Linked DNA regions of Mus musculus: region 2 is linked to region 1. The links are chromatin contacts, called in public HiChIP or PLAC-seq maps. All regions are on one chromosome and are shown on one strand. The core of a region is the stretch at or near the end of the contact, and the rest is flanking DNA. Distances in the headings are between cores, read along the strand shown.

Region 1 (6,736 bases), core at 1,937-4,436:
GCAGGCACCAGATATGCACATGCTACACACACATGCATGCAGGCACACATTTCATATACATGAAATAAAAGTAAATTCTGTTTTTAAAAAAAAAATCACAAATGCATTATGACCAAGCCGGTCTTACCCCAGGTAAGGAATACAAGATTGGTTCAATCAAGTAATGCAACACAGAGAGACTTAAAAGACAAAAAACACAGCAATGCCTCAATAGATGTAAAAAGGGCTTTGACAAACTTCATCTCCCTTCCTGATAAATGAATGCCCTTAAAAACAGGAATTAAAAAAATAGACTCACATATACTAAAGATTATGTACAATAATTTTATAGACAATATAATACTAAATGGGGAAAAACAGGAAACATTTTCTCTAATATCAGAAATGAGACAAGAGTGTCTATTCTCACTGTTCTTGTTCAATATAAGTTTTAACTCTACCAAAGCTGTAAGAGAAAGACATTAAATGGAATACAAACAGGAAAGGAGAAAAATGAGGTATCCCTATTTGCAGATGACACAATCCTGTAGTTATAAGGAGCCTAGTGATTTAACAGAACACACTTAGATATTATAAACACTTTTAGAAAAGTCTCATGGTAGCCACTGAACATCAACTACGCAGCAACCTTTCTATATGCCAATAAAAACATTCCCAAGGATGAAACAAGGAAAATGTAACATTCACAATAGCTTCAAGGAAAGCAAAATATTGGAAATAAACCTAACAAAAGAGGTGGAGACCTCTATGTTAAAAATGTTAAGACAGCTCTAAAAGAAACTGAAGAGGACACTTCCCAGGGCTCCCATGTTCAAGAGAAAGAAGAAGACATTGTGAAGACTGCCATCCAGCCAAAGGCAATCTGCAGATTAAATACAAACCCCATCAAAATCCCAATAAAATTCTTCGTAGAACTAGAAAAATTAATTCCAAAATTCTTATGGAAGTACAAAATCCCTGACTCTCCAGAACAATGCTTACTGGACAAAGAAATAGTAGCAGAATCACAACACTCCATGTGAACACTCCTACATACTACAGTGCCACAGACACAAAATCACAACACTCTATGTCAACACTCCTACATACTACAGTGCCACAGACACAAAATCACAACACTCTATGTGAACACTCCTACATACTACAGTGCCACAGGAACTAAATCACAACACTCTATGTGAACACTCCTACATACTACAGTGCCACAGACACAAAATCACAATACTCTATGTGAACACTCCTACATACTACAGTGCCACAGACACAAAATCACAACACTCTATGTGAACACTCCTACATACTACAGTGCCACACACACAAAATCACAACACTCTATGTCAACACTCCTACATACTACAGTGCCACAGACACAAAATCACAACACCCTATGTGAACACTCCTACATACTACAGTGCCACAGACACAAAATCACAACACTCTATGTCAACACTCCTACATACTACAGTGCCACAGGAACTAAATCACAACACTCTATGTCAACACTCCTACATACTACAGTGCCACAGACACAAAATCACAACACTCTATGTGAACACTCCTACATACTACAGTGCCACAGACACAAAATCACAACACTCTATGTGAACACTCCTACATACTACAGTGCCACAGACACAAAATCACAACACTCTATGTCAACACTCCTACATACTACAGTGTCACAGGAACTAAATCAATACTCTAATGCCATTGAAAAATAAGACAAATATGCAAAAAGGCCAGAATAGCACAAGAATTCTACAGAGCTGGATGTAGCCATCGAATTTTTGACAAAGATATTAAATATATATTTTGGAAAATGGCACTCTTCAATAAATGGTGATAGAAAAAACAAGCATCTACCTTATTATTCATTCCTATATGGGAATGAGGTTCAGTCCATATCTCTCACACTGTATAAACATAAATTCAAAATTAATCATCGACTTTAATACCTAAATCCTTGAAACTGCTAGAGGAAACACCAATAAAGAACCTTAAAGATGTAGGCACAGGCAAGGTCTCTCTGAAAAAAAATAATAATCTAACAGCATAGAACAGAACTCCAAAAGTTGGCAAATAGGATTCTAAAAAATTAAAAAGCTTCAGCACAGCCCAGGAAAGCAGAGAATGAGAAAGATCTTCATAAACTACACAGCTCACATGGGTTTAATATCCAGTCTATATAAAGAATTTAAAACTCAAGCACCAATAAAATCAACTCATTCAATGAATGAATGGGCTCCTGAACAGAATAAACAGTCCTCCATAGGAAGATAGGAGTGGCCAATAAATGTGAAAAGTACTCAACAGCCTTAGCCATCAGGGAAGCACAAATTAAAAGCAGTTTAGCTTCCATCTCACTCCAGTTAGAATAGCTGTCATCAAGCACACGGGGAAACACAGAATAGTGAGGATGGAAAGAAAGAACCAATGCCTGCTGCCTGGCTGTTCCTTCACTCTTGCTGTCAAGTGCATCTGCTCTGCTGCTGTCATTGCTGCTGCTGTATAGTTTCTCACTGTATAGAGCCCAGCTTCTTTGGACTCTATGTCATAGATACCACACGTATGCATGTGCAAATACATACATATGTGCACACATGCATACATAAGTGCATATACAGACTCACACATAAACATGTTTAAATGCTTTCTTAAGAAAACAAACTAAACATAGCACATGACACAGCCATACCACTCTTGTGTGTATACATGAAGGTCTCTAAGTCTACATTCTAGAGAGACATTTGCAAGTCTGTGTGGTGTATGCCTTTGATCCAAGTACTTGGGAGGCAGAGGCAGGCAGATCTCTGAGAACAAAGAGTCCAGAATAGCTGGTCCAGGTCTACACAGATAAGCCCTATCTGAAGAAACCAGATAGATAGATAGATAGATAGATAGATAGATAGATAGATAGATAGATAGATAGATAGATCTATATATAAACAGGTGGAAATTGCTGGTGGACTGGTTACAATGTCTCTTACAAATAATAATTGCTGATTTTCTGTCAATTCTAACTAGTTTCATAAAGATTTAATATATTACTCATACAATTCAAAGGTCAGAATGCTAGGAAAAACTCATGAACTTGCAAATATTAATTTTATGGAATTTGTCTGTTTGAGGAGGTCAAAGGGAAGAATCGGGTAAGGCTGTTGACTCTGCTCTGGGTTGGTGGCAAGGCCAGATGCAGTGTGGTGAGGCAGCTGTGAAAGCCGCCTGCTGGCCTCCTTGGGGGTGTGGACATTTGGCAGGACATAAAAGTAGATGCCACCATTGCCCCTTCTCAGCAGCCCAATTTGAATGAAGTATCTGTCTGGAATAGGACAAGCATGTTCCAAATTAATTAGGATTAAACGTCCTCTGTTTCCTGCGCCATCAGGTTGCAGACTTTCAATACAGGCTGGGTTCTTCACTAGCTACTAAGGGGCAGACATGCTCTCTGCAAGCAGAGCTGGCACAGAACTGAAAACTAGGAACCAGGCCTGAGTCAGAGGCCAGCCATTCCAGGAATTCTGCTGCCCACAATGAGTACATTATCTTGTATTCCATTTGACACTCACTCAGGTCTTTATAGCCACTGATAAATAACCCAAAATAACCAAACATGATGACACTGTTGCCAAGGAACAGTCACTTTCAGAGAAAAAAAATAGATCTTATGACATATTAAAAATATGTATTGTGTATATGGAGCTTTGCATAATTGATTAAGATCATATAACTTCCTGAATAAGTCTACATATTAGAGGCATATTGTAGTATCCAGTAGGAGACACATAAAGTAAAATCCATATTATGAACTGAAAACTATATGATGTAGTTAATGAGGTTTTTTTTCTGGCATTTAGGACAACATAGGGCTGTTTACTGAAAGGATATACAATATACCCAAGATGAACATTTCACATGGAATAAATTCATATGGGGCATGAAGTCAAATTATTACTTACAACCTAAGTGTTTTCAAAACTTATGATTGCAATGTAAAAAATAGCTCAGCTCATTATGATTTGAATATCAAATATCCAGTTTGGAAAAAAAAAAGATATCATGACCTCTCAAAAACCAATATAAGTCAAAGCAGATTTAAAAGTCGCTATATTTTTCTTATTTCTAAATAGAGTATTCCATAAAAATGTACCGAATAATTTTAAATGAACAGGATTACCATATGTTTGAACTAAGACCTAATGTAAAAAGTGTATGGAGCAATTTGTCATAGATATCACTTGCTTGATTAATATTAAATAAATTTGACCCAAAGCAAATACAAAGCTGGGCGTATAGTTCAGGGACTTTCTCAATAGAAAGCAGTGGCATTCTGGCTATAAGACAAATGAACCCTGTGCCCCATCCAATGGATGACTGTGAGCATCCACTTCTGTATTTGCCAGGCACTCGGGAGACAGCTATATCAGGCTCCCACCAGCTAGCTCTTGTTGGCATCTGCAATAGTGTCTGGGTTTGGTGGTTGTTTAAGGGATGGATCCCCAGGTGGGGCAGTCTCTTGATGGTCATTCCTTCAGTCTCTGCTCTGAACTTTGTCTCTGTAACTCTTTCCGTGGGTATTTTGTTCTCCATTCTAAGAAGGAACGAAGTATCCACACTTTGGTCTTCCTTCTTCTTGAGTTTCATGTGGTTTGTGAATTGTATCTTGGGTATTCTGAGCTTCTGGGCTAATATCCACTTATCAGAAAGTGCATACATGTGTGTTCTTTTGTGATTTGGGGTCCCCAATGAAGGAGCTAGAGAAATTACCCAAGGAACTGAAGGGATTTGCAGCCCCATAGGAGGAACAACAATATGAACTAACCAGTACCCCCAGAGCTCCCTGGAATTAAACCACCAATCAAAGAAAACTCATGGAGGGACTCGTGGCTCTAACTGCATATGTAGCAGAAGATGGCCTGCTCGGTCATCAATGGGAGGAGAGGCACTTGGTCCTGTGAAGGTTCTATGCCCCGGTATTGGGGAATGCCAGGGTCAGGAAATGGGAGTGGGTGGGTTGGGGAGCAGGGGGAGGGGGGAGGCTGATAGCGAAGTTTTGGAGGGGAAACTAGGAAAGGGGATAACATTTGAAATGTAAATAGAGCAGCAGCGGTCGCCATCTGGGTTCCGGGACTCCGCGGGACCTAGGAAATTAGTCTGAACAGGTTAGAGGGTGCGCCAGAGAACCGGACAGCTTCTGGGACGGGCAGAAGCACAGAGCCGCTGAGGCAGCAGCCTGGGCGGGCCGCAGACAACCGGCCACCATCCGGACCAGAGGACAGGTGTCCGCCTGGCTTGGGAGGCGACCTCAGCCTCAGCAGCAGCGGTCGCCATCTTGGTTCCGGGACTCAGCAGAACTTAGGAAATTAGTCTGAACAGGTGAGAGGGTGCGCCAGAGAACCGGACAGCTTCTGGGACGGGCGGAAGCACAGAGCCGCTGAGGCAGCAGCCTGGGCGGGCCGCAGATAACCGGCCACCATCCGGACCAGAGGACAGGTGTCCGCCTGGCTTGGGAGGCGACCTCAGCCTCAGCAGCAGCGGTCGCCATCTGGGTTCCGGGACTCCGCGGGACCTAGGAAATTAGTCTGAACAGGTTAGAGGGTGCGCCAGAGAACCGGACAGCTTCTGGGACGGGCAGAAGCACAGAGCCGCTGAGGCAGCAGCCTGGGCGGGCCGCAGACAACCGGCCACCATCCGGACCAGAGGACAGGTGTCCGCCTGGCTTGGGAGGCGACCTCAGCCTCAGCAGCAGCGGTCGCCATCTTGGTTCCGGGACTCAGCAGAACTTAGGAAATTAGTCTGAACAGGTGAGAGGGTGCGCCAGAGAACCGGACAGCTTCTGGGACGGGCGGAAGCACAGAGCCGCTGAGGCAGCAGCCTGGGCGGGCCGCAGATAACCGGCCACCATCCGGACCAGAGGACAGGTGTCCGCCTGGCTTGGGAGGCGACCTCAGCCTCAGCAGCAGCGGTCGCCATCTGGGTTCCGGGACTCCGCGGGACCTAGGAAATTAGTCTGAACAGGTTAGAGGGTGCGCCAGAGAACCGGACAGCTTCTGGGACGGGCAGAAGCACAGAGCCGCTGAGGCAGCAGCCTGGGCGGGCCGCAGATAACCGGCCACCATCCGGACCAGAGGACAGGTGTCCGCCTGGCTCGGGAGACGGCCTTGGCCTCAGGAGCAGCGGTCACCATCTTGGTTCCAGGACTCCCTGGAACTTAGGATTTTAGTCTGCACAGGTGAGAGTCTGCACCACAGAAGCTGACAGCTTCTGGGAACTGCCAAAGCAACACAGCTTCTGAGAGAGGCCCTGTTTTGGGCCTTCTTCTTCGACCAGGAGGAGGTCCAAAAACAAGATATCTGCGCACCTTCCCTGTAAGAGAGCTTGCCAGCAGAGAGTGCTCTGAGCACTGAAACTCAGAGGAGAGAATCTGTCTCCCAGGTCTGCTGAGAGACGGTAACAGAATCACCAGAAGAACAATCTCTAAACAGAGTCAACTATAACTACTAACTCCAGAGATTACCAGATGGCGAAAGGTAAACGTAGGAATCCTACTAACAGGAACCAAGACCACTCACCATCATCAGAACCCAGTACTCCCACTTCGCCCAGTCCAGGGCACCCCAACACACCCGAAAACCTAGACCTAGATTTAAAAGCATATCTCATGATGATGGTAGAGGACATCAAGAAGGACTTTAATAAATCACTTAAAGAAATACAGGAGAACACTGCCAAAGAGTTA
Region 2 (7,147 bases), core at 4,510-7,009, 960 kb after region 1:
TCGACCCAGGCTAACCAGCCTCTCTTTGTCTTTGGGAGAAAAGACGGATGCCTTGTTTCTAGGTTAGCTAATAAACAAGGGAGCAAAGATGATTTAATAAAGGATGCCCAAATTGGGCATATTTATAGAGTAGATGCCATGCCTAGGCATAATTTTATTTTAATACAAAGATAGAATGAAAAGTTTTCTTTTAAAAATTAATTTTGTTTTTTCAGAGGAGTAGAAAAATCTAACACAAACATTAAAGAGATTTTTGAGAAGATTTATTTTATTATTTTAAAGTGAGTGTGTGTGTCTTATTTTAAAGTGAGTGTGTGTGTCGGGGGGGGGTGCACCCAATAAGGAGGACAGAAAAGGGTGTCAGATCCCATGGAGCAGGACTTAGAGGTGGTTATGGGCTGCTGACATAGGTGCTGGGATTTGAACTCATGTCCTCTGTTTGTGTTCTCAACCATTCCAGCCCCTAAAAGCATGTTGTTGGTGACTTTTAAGACTATACTGGGTAGTAAGAAAGCTATAGACTTGGGAGATTTGTATGGAGTTTAAAGAGCTTTTTATCTAGAGCAGTGTTTCTCCAACCCATTTCTGCAACCCTTTAATACAGTTCCTTATGTTTCGGTAACCCCCAACCATAAAATTATTTTTGTTGCTACTTCATAAACTTACTTCTCCTGTCATTTTGCACTGTTATGAATCATAAGGTAAATATCTGAGCTTCAGGATATCCGATTTGCAGTCCTTATGGAGGTCGTGACCCAAGACTGAGAACACATAGACACACACACACACACATACACACATAGACACACACACACACACATACACACACACATACACACATGCACACACATACACACACATACATACACACACATACACACACACACACACACACACACACACACACACACACACACACACACTGAGCTTCTCCCTTAGCTTGGTAGCTTAGGAAAAAGCTCTGAGACAAGAGGAAAATCAGCATGAAATTCTGTCTCTCAGTTCCGAGAACGCCATGCCATCTGCTGTACTGTGCCAGCTGTCCCCCGCACTCTGCCCCTGAAGCCGTGTGTGGCAGAAGGAAGCCTCCTTATGACAGGGAATGGACCAATCCACCTCACTGGAAGGAAAGGCCAAGTCACATCAGTTTGCTTGCGCATCCCACCACACTCTGCCCAGTGCGTTTGGGCGAGCCTCAGGTAGGGGAGAGGAAGAGGATAAGGCCGGAGCTTCTCGGCACTTAAGGTCACTTCTGTTTTCCAACCACCCCACAGCAAAGCATGGCAACTCCTTAATGACAGCATGGAGGGTGGGCAATAAAATCAGAATCACTTTAACTAGAGGGACACTGGTCAATATGAATGGTGCTTATACGCCATTTTATAATGGGAATAGAAGCAGGTCACAAGTATGGGGTGCAAGGAGAAGATAAACTGGATTTTTAGGCAGTGTTTATCGACCTTTAATTGAAGGCAGCCCAGAGAACGACAAAGAATAAAGTCTTACAAACACTTTAATGTATATGAAGTTCCAAATGAGTCTGTGTTGTGTCTCCCTCTCTGCTGTCTCTCTCCCTCCCTCTGTTTCTTTCTAATTTACCCTCTGGGGAAGCTTGCTTTCACAATGGTGAGCACATGGCTTTGTTGCAAGGGAGATCATGAATTCATACAGCAAGATTGGCAGCTTAGGATTTATTTATTTATTTATTTATTTACTCATTTTGCAGCTGCAGTTAAAGAGAAGAAATATCAGCCATGCCACGTGCCTCCTTTGGTGTCCAGGCTGACAGAGTGTGGGGATGGGCTGGGGGGGTGGGGGGGGTTGGTAGGGTGGGAGTGGTTTGGAGGTAATGCATGTGTTTAGCATGGGCGGAATTCCAGATTTTATCCTGATTCCTTGCATGCGTACCTGGAAACATCAGTCCTCAATCCGAGAGGAATAAAACCTTAGAGGTGTTTTCATTTTTGACAGTAAACATATCATCATAGTCAAAAGCTTACAATAATAAGATTCTCACATTTATCTGTGGACCATCAAACTAGAGCCACAGTGATATTTTCTGTCTATAGATTGTAAGCAAGATAAAAACATCCTGAAAATTCTAGGACTTGCCAATGATTGATTTAAAAACTGTTAAATCTTAAAGGTTCAAAGTGCCACATTTGAATATTTGAACAAATTAGAGCGGTTTTCAAGGAGTTTATCATGGGTCTAAAAGCTATTAATGGGGAATGCTGGGTCACCATGAGATGACTCGGAATTGTGGGTCTGTGCAAATCAGTGGACTCCATCAGAAAAGTAAATTGAGGTTTCAGAGCCTAGAGAATCATCCAAGGGAAACTATATTTTAAACAAATAGGCGGTATTAGATAAAACTGAAATAGGATAGGGGTGACTTACAATAAATCACACTCTGACAAAAACTGATGTAATTTGAAGATATATTAAATAAAAAAGACTTAGCAACCTAAAACTACCAAGCATTGTAAGTAATACCACAGTCAACTGCTCTCCTCGTTTTGGGTTCACAGTCTGACATCTTAAGAGGGCTCTCTATTCTTCTCTAGCAGCAGCAGAAAGGCTTTAAGGAGTCAGGATATGGCTTCTATGGGGGAGCTGTTTAGACGTTAGCAGGCTTTAAGGACTCTGGCACTGGCCCCTTGCCTCATGGTATGCAGCCTGTAAAGCCAAGGACTAGAGCTGCAGGACTTCAATTACTTTTAAATGACCTGAGTCATTTCTCTGTCCCTGGAGATGTGACCTCCTGAACTGCCCGGAAAGCCATTAACACTATCTCAAACAGGATCCAGAAACCACAAACCTTGTAAGATTGCTAGCTAGCAGGAGCCCTGGCAACCCACTGCCCTTCCTGTAAGATCGAACCCGAGAGCTTGTCAGTCTGGACAGGAAAACGCCCGTCAGGAAAGCTGTTCACGGGATGTAAGCAATAATCATAGAGCATACCTACACAGGCAGAAGCCACCTTCTGCTCTCAGAGTGACATGAGATGCTCTGCTCTGCAATGGTCCCTGTGGCAACTGCACACTCTTATCCCTTGATGTCCCACTTCACTCGGTAATAATTGTTCCCTCTCATTTATATGACATTTTGTCTCTTGTGAATTGTCTTAATGGGGTTGTAAGAGTTGAGGACCTAGGTAAGGCCAGACCATGATCCTGCCACAGTTCCTACTAAATGCATCCCCTTTACAACAACATAAAGTAAAAACTCATTAGTCAGTGGTATTTAATAATGGGTTAGGCTGTATCATTCTTTTCTACATCTCTACAAGAATTGTATCTTATTCTATTTACAAATTCAAAGCCAAAAATATTACTTAATTCCCTCACAGAAGCCAGGTTAATAATAATAATAATAGAAATAACAGTGGATGCAAAACTGTTTCTGTGACTGAAAGATGACATGAATGATGACTCATTCTTGACATGAACTTCCAGTATTAAGGAAAGCATATTAAGACCTATTTGGGCAACAATTACTAGCAAACTATACAAAGGAAAACTACACCTTGAAACACCCAGAAGTTGAAAGCCTGTAATGGAGCAAGGCGGTCTCCTGAGAGAACCTGCCATGGTCATCTCACATACTGGTGACCTATACATCAGCTGGATACCAGACATGGTTAGTTGGGAAGAGGGAACCTCAACTGAGAAAGTGCCCCCCACCCTCCGATTAACCTATGGGCAAGCCAGTAGGCAGTACCCTCCACGGCCTCTGTATCAGTACCCGCCTCCAGGTGGCTGTGTTGATTTCCCTGGATGATGGACTATATATAAGCTGTGAGATGAAATGAGCCCTTCCCTCCCCAGGCTGCTTTTGACCGTGGTATTTATCACAGCAAAAGAAACCCTACCTAAGACACCTGGTTATTCTGCACATTTATATGTTTATGTCAGCAACAAGGAAAATCAGTTACCTGTGTTTCTTAATGTCGTTGATCCCGTTCTTCAGATTTCCCAGCCTTTCTGTTGGGTTTTGCCTAAAATGATTGATGGGAGAAGTTAACAACAACAACAACAACAACAACAACATACAAGTGGTTTTAGAAAAAAGAATAGTGCTTGTGTTTAAATTCATTTACTCAATAACTTTCATCAGATCCTACTGCAGGCCAGCCATTTGACCACAGGGAGAAAACAAAATTATGGTCCTTCCATGGAGGAGCTGCAGCTGAGTGTCTGGATTCATCTATCTGTTCTCTGCATGAGCTGTGGATAGACTTGAATAAATACTAGCTTGCAAACTTAGTTGCAAATGCTGCTGAGAAAACTGGGAAATGTGTTAGGATTTCATTTACATCCAAGCTGCAATCTCAGAAGTGTGTAGGTATTCCTATTTGCAAATCCCAAACTAGGTTTGATGTTTTTGATTTACTAACTTTATATGCTTTAAAAACATCTCCAAAGGTGGGACAGGGGCACAGCAGTGCATTGGAGTTTGGGCCAAACAAAACAAAGCTCTAGAAGTCTCCAATGTTTCTCTGAAAATTGATGTTTTCGATAGTAAGTCAAAGGCTGAAATAATTTAAAAGAAGACTGGAAAAGTACATTTTCTTAAAGACTACGAAGGGGCTGGAGAGATAGCTCAGTGGGTGAAAACATTGACTATTCTTCCAGAGGACTCAAGTTCAAGTCCAAGCACCTGTAGAGCACTCACAGCTGTCTCTAACTCCAGCCCCAGGAGACACAACAATGCCCTTTTTTAATTTCTATGGACATGCACATGGTGCACAGACATGCATACAGGTAAAATACCTATAAACACAAAATAAAAATAAATAAAAATCTTTTCTTGAACTCTGTTAAAAAACAAAAAGGAAAGAAGACTACTAGGGAGCTGGAGACACAGCTCAGCTCCATGGTCAGGGGAATTTGCTGTTTCTCCTGAGGACCTGTAATGGGTCCCCAGCATCTACACGACAACTCACAACAGTCTATAACTCCAGTTCTAGATATGATGACATCGCCTAGCCTCTGAAGGCACCAGGCATGCACCCGTGCACAAATACACATGCAAAAATATTTTCAAAAATATTTAACTTAAAAACTTTCTTCAGTTACAACAGCAACATAAGATGTCCAAGTACTGAACGCACAAACGTAATTGCAAAACATCTCCGCATTGCACGGGGAGCAGAAGCCTTCACACTTCCTCTGTGGCCCATGGTCATTCTCACCTGCAAAGCCTCCGGATCAAATCCTCAGGGCGCCTTGTTATCTTTCTGGGGAAATCCATTTTCTCGATTCCCTTGAGAATCAAATTGTAGGTCATCATTTGGTCTATCCCAGAAAAGGGAGGGCTGGAGAAGACACAAAATAAGACGCACTTCAGAGAGAGTCTTGTGGGGCTCCTCTTTTCCTACTTCTCTTTCCACTCCGGTTCTGTTCTCTGACCCTCCCTCTTAGTTACTTTACAACAAATTGGGGTATATTGTGGAAAGCCTTTAATCAATTTCCCATCACTTAAATAACCCCTAAAAGGAGAAGACAGAAAGGGAGGGGGTGTGATTTTCTTGTGTGTGTGTGTGTGTGTGTGTGTGTAAGAAGGTGAGTAGGAAAAGCCTCCTTTCTACGCTGACAAAGGAGAAGTCTGAATGGACAGAGGGAGCCAATGAGACACAGAGTTGTCTTGTTTGAGATCACTGAGTTCTGAGACAGGAAGTACAAAGGAATGTGTCGGGAGTGGGCAGGAGTGGGCAGTAAATGGTAGAATGAGTAAGCTTCCAGGGACGCTGAGAGATTACCACAGCATCCTGTGTATCCCGTGGGCTACAGTGAAGATCTGGGCATGGATCTGAGTCAGTGGTAGAACTTACAGCAACTTGAGTCATCTTTTTTAATACAAGAAATAAAGTCCAGTATGGGGTGAGGCTGGCAGGCTGGCGGTGGGAAGCTGTGCTGAAGATATTGAAAGAGACGTGGCTCTATCTAGTCCATGGACTGTACTAATTATGTCTCTTTGTCAGATTTATATGTTGGAACCATAATCTTGAAGTGATGGGATTTTATAAAGTTAATTAGGTTGAGAGTGTGCCTATCAATGAATAGGATTGGTGACCTTCTAAGACAGGAGTCTGGCTGGCCATCTTTTTCCTAGCGAGGATCCTATAAGTCTACAACTAAAAGGGAGTCCTCACTAGAGCTCAACTTTTTGCTGAGGCTTCCAGCCTCCCAAACTGCAAGAAATAAATGAGCTTTAAAAAAAGTCACCAGCCTATAGAATTTTGTGATATAGCCTGGCCTAAGACTAATGATAAAACTAACAGGATTTGCCAACGTAGTGAATGTGGTGGGGAAGAGAGAAAAGAAATTCAAGAATGATTCCTGGCCACGGTGCCCACTGAATAGAACTATTTTCCCTAAGATGGACAAACTAGGGACGAGGCAAGTGCTATAATTTGGGTCTAGGCTAGTCCCCAGAGGCCCCGGTCCCCAAGCTGTGTCATAATGGAGACGTAACAGGAACTTTTCGGAATGAGGCCAGAAGAAAGGCCATTGGAGAAAGGACCTTAACTGGAATATTGAGATGTTCGTCTCTTCCTCTTTGTGTTCTGGCCACCTCATAGTGACAGACATCATTTGCCGCATGCTCTGTCATAACGTGCCATGTTCCCAAATCTACAGGGTCAGTGATTCATAGACTGAAACAAGGAACCAGAATACATCTTTTCTTACTTCTAAGTGACCTCAGGTATTTGGTCACAGCAATGGAAAGTCACCTGACTCAGTGTTGCTGCAGCTAGTCACCGGGGAAAGGACCCTGGCTATGTTGCAGAGCCATGTGGACCTGAGAGGCAGGCCATTGGGTTTATGGGCCTAACATTGAAGAGAAACACTAGGAAGATTAACTTGGTCCATCTCATCATCTCATAAGGTTTATGGTTGTAGGACTTGAGGATATGACGCAGTAAGTGTTAGGTGGAAAAGAGGTCAAGGACTGACTGGTTCAATGTAACTATCAGGAAAATGAGAAAACTCAGAAATGAGTACAGAGATGGGGCTATCACGGTAAGATGAGGAGGGAGAGGCAGGGCCTGTAAAGCACCGAAGAGAATACTTCAAAGACTAGTGGGGTTTAGATGTAGCCACCAAAGTGGGGCAACATTTTAATTTGTTTATCACTTTGA

What was found. HiChIP or PLAC-seq counts read pairs in DNA pulled down with a chosen protein or histone mark.
Region 2: a contact with region 1 is called in a CTCF HiChIP or PLAC-seq map of the NIH/3T3 cell line, with 5 read pairs. The contact joins two enhancer-like sites. A contact is called at or near these places in 1 of 15 datasets of contacts at CTCF or cohesin (the NIH/3T3 cell line) and 1 of 115 datasets of contacts at active chromatin or transcription factors (the NIH/3T3 cell line).

Annotation. Positions count from the first base shown.
Region 1 is chr5:97,983,630-97,990,365 of GRCm38.p6, forward strand. The region is part of intron 7 of Antxr2 (anthrax toxin receptor 2); the gene reads right to left. Among named protein-coding and RNA genes, the nearest start is that of Gm34226, 29 kb to the right of the region's middle. Within about 2 kb of position 3,187, at least 42 of the 459 cell types and tissues checked have an H3K27ac peak or open chromatin away from gene starts, as enhancers often do. A contact at or near this core is called in the NIH/3T3 cell line, where this site is marked.
Region 2 is chr5:98,938,217-98,945,363 of GRCm38.p6, forward strand. It overlaps Prkg2 (protein kinase, cGMP-dependent, type II), which reads right to left. Exons shown (of 19, transcript NM_008926.4): 16 at 5,198-5,320; 17 at 3,938-4,000. Among named protein-coding and RNA genes, the nearest start is that of Gm42123, 51 kb to the left of the region's middle. Within about 2 kb of position 5,760, at least 46 of the 459 cell types and tissues checked have an H3K27ac peak or open chromatin away from gene starts, as enhancers often do. A contact at or near this core is called in the NIH/3T3 cell line, where this site is marked.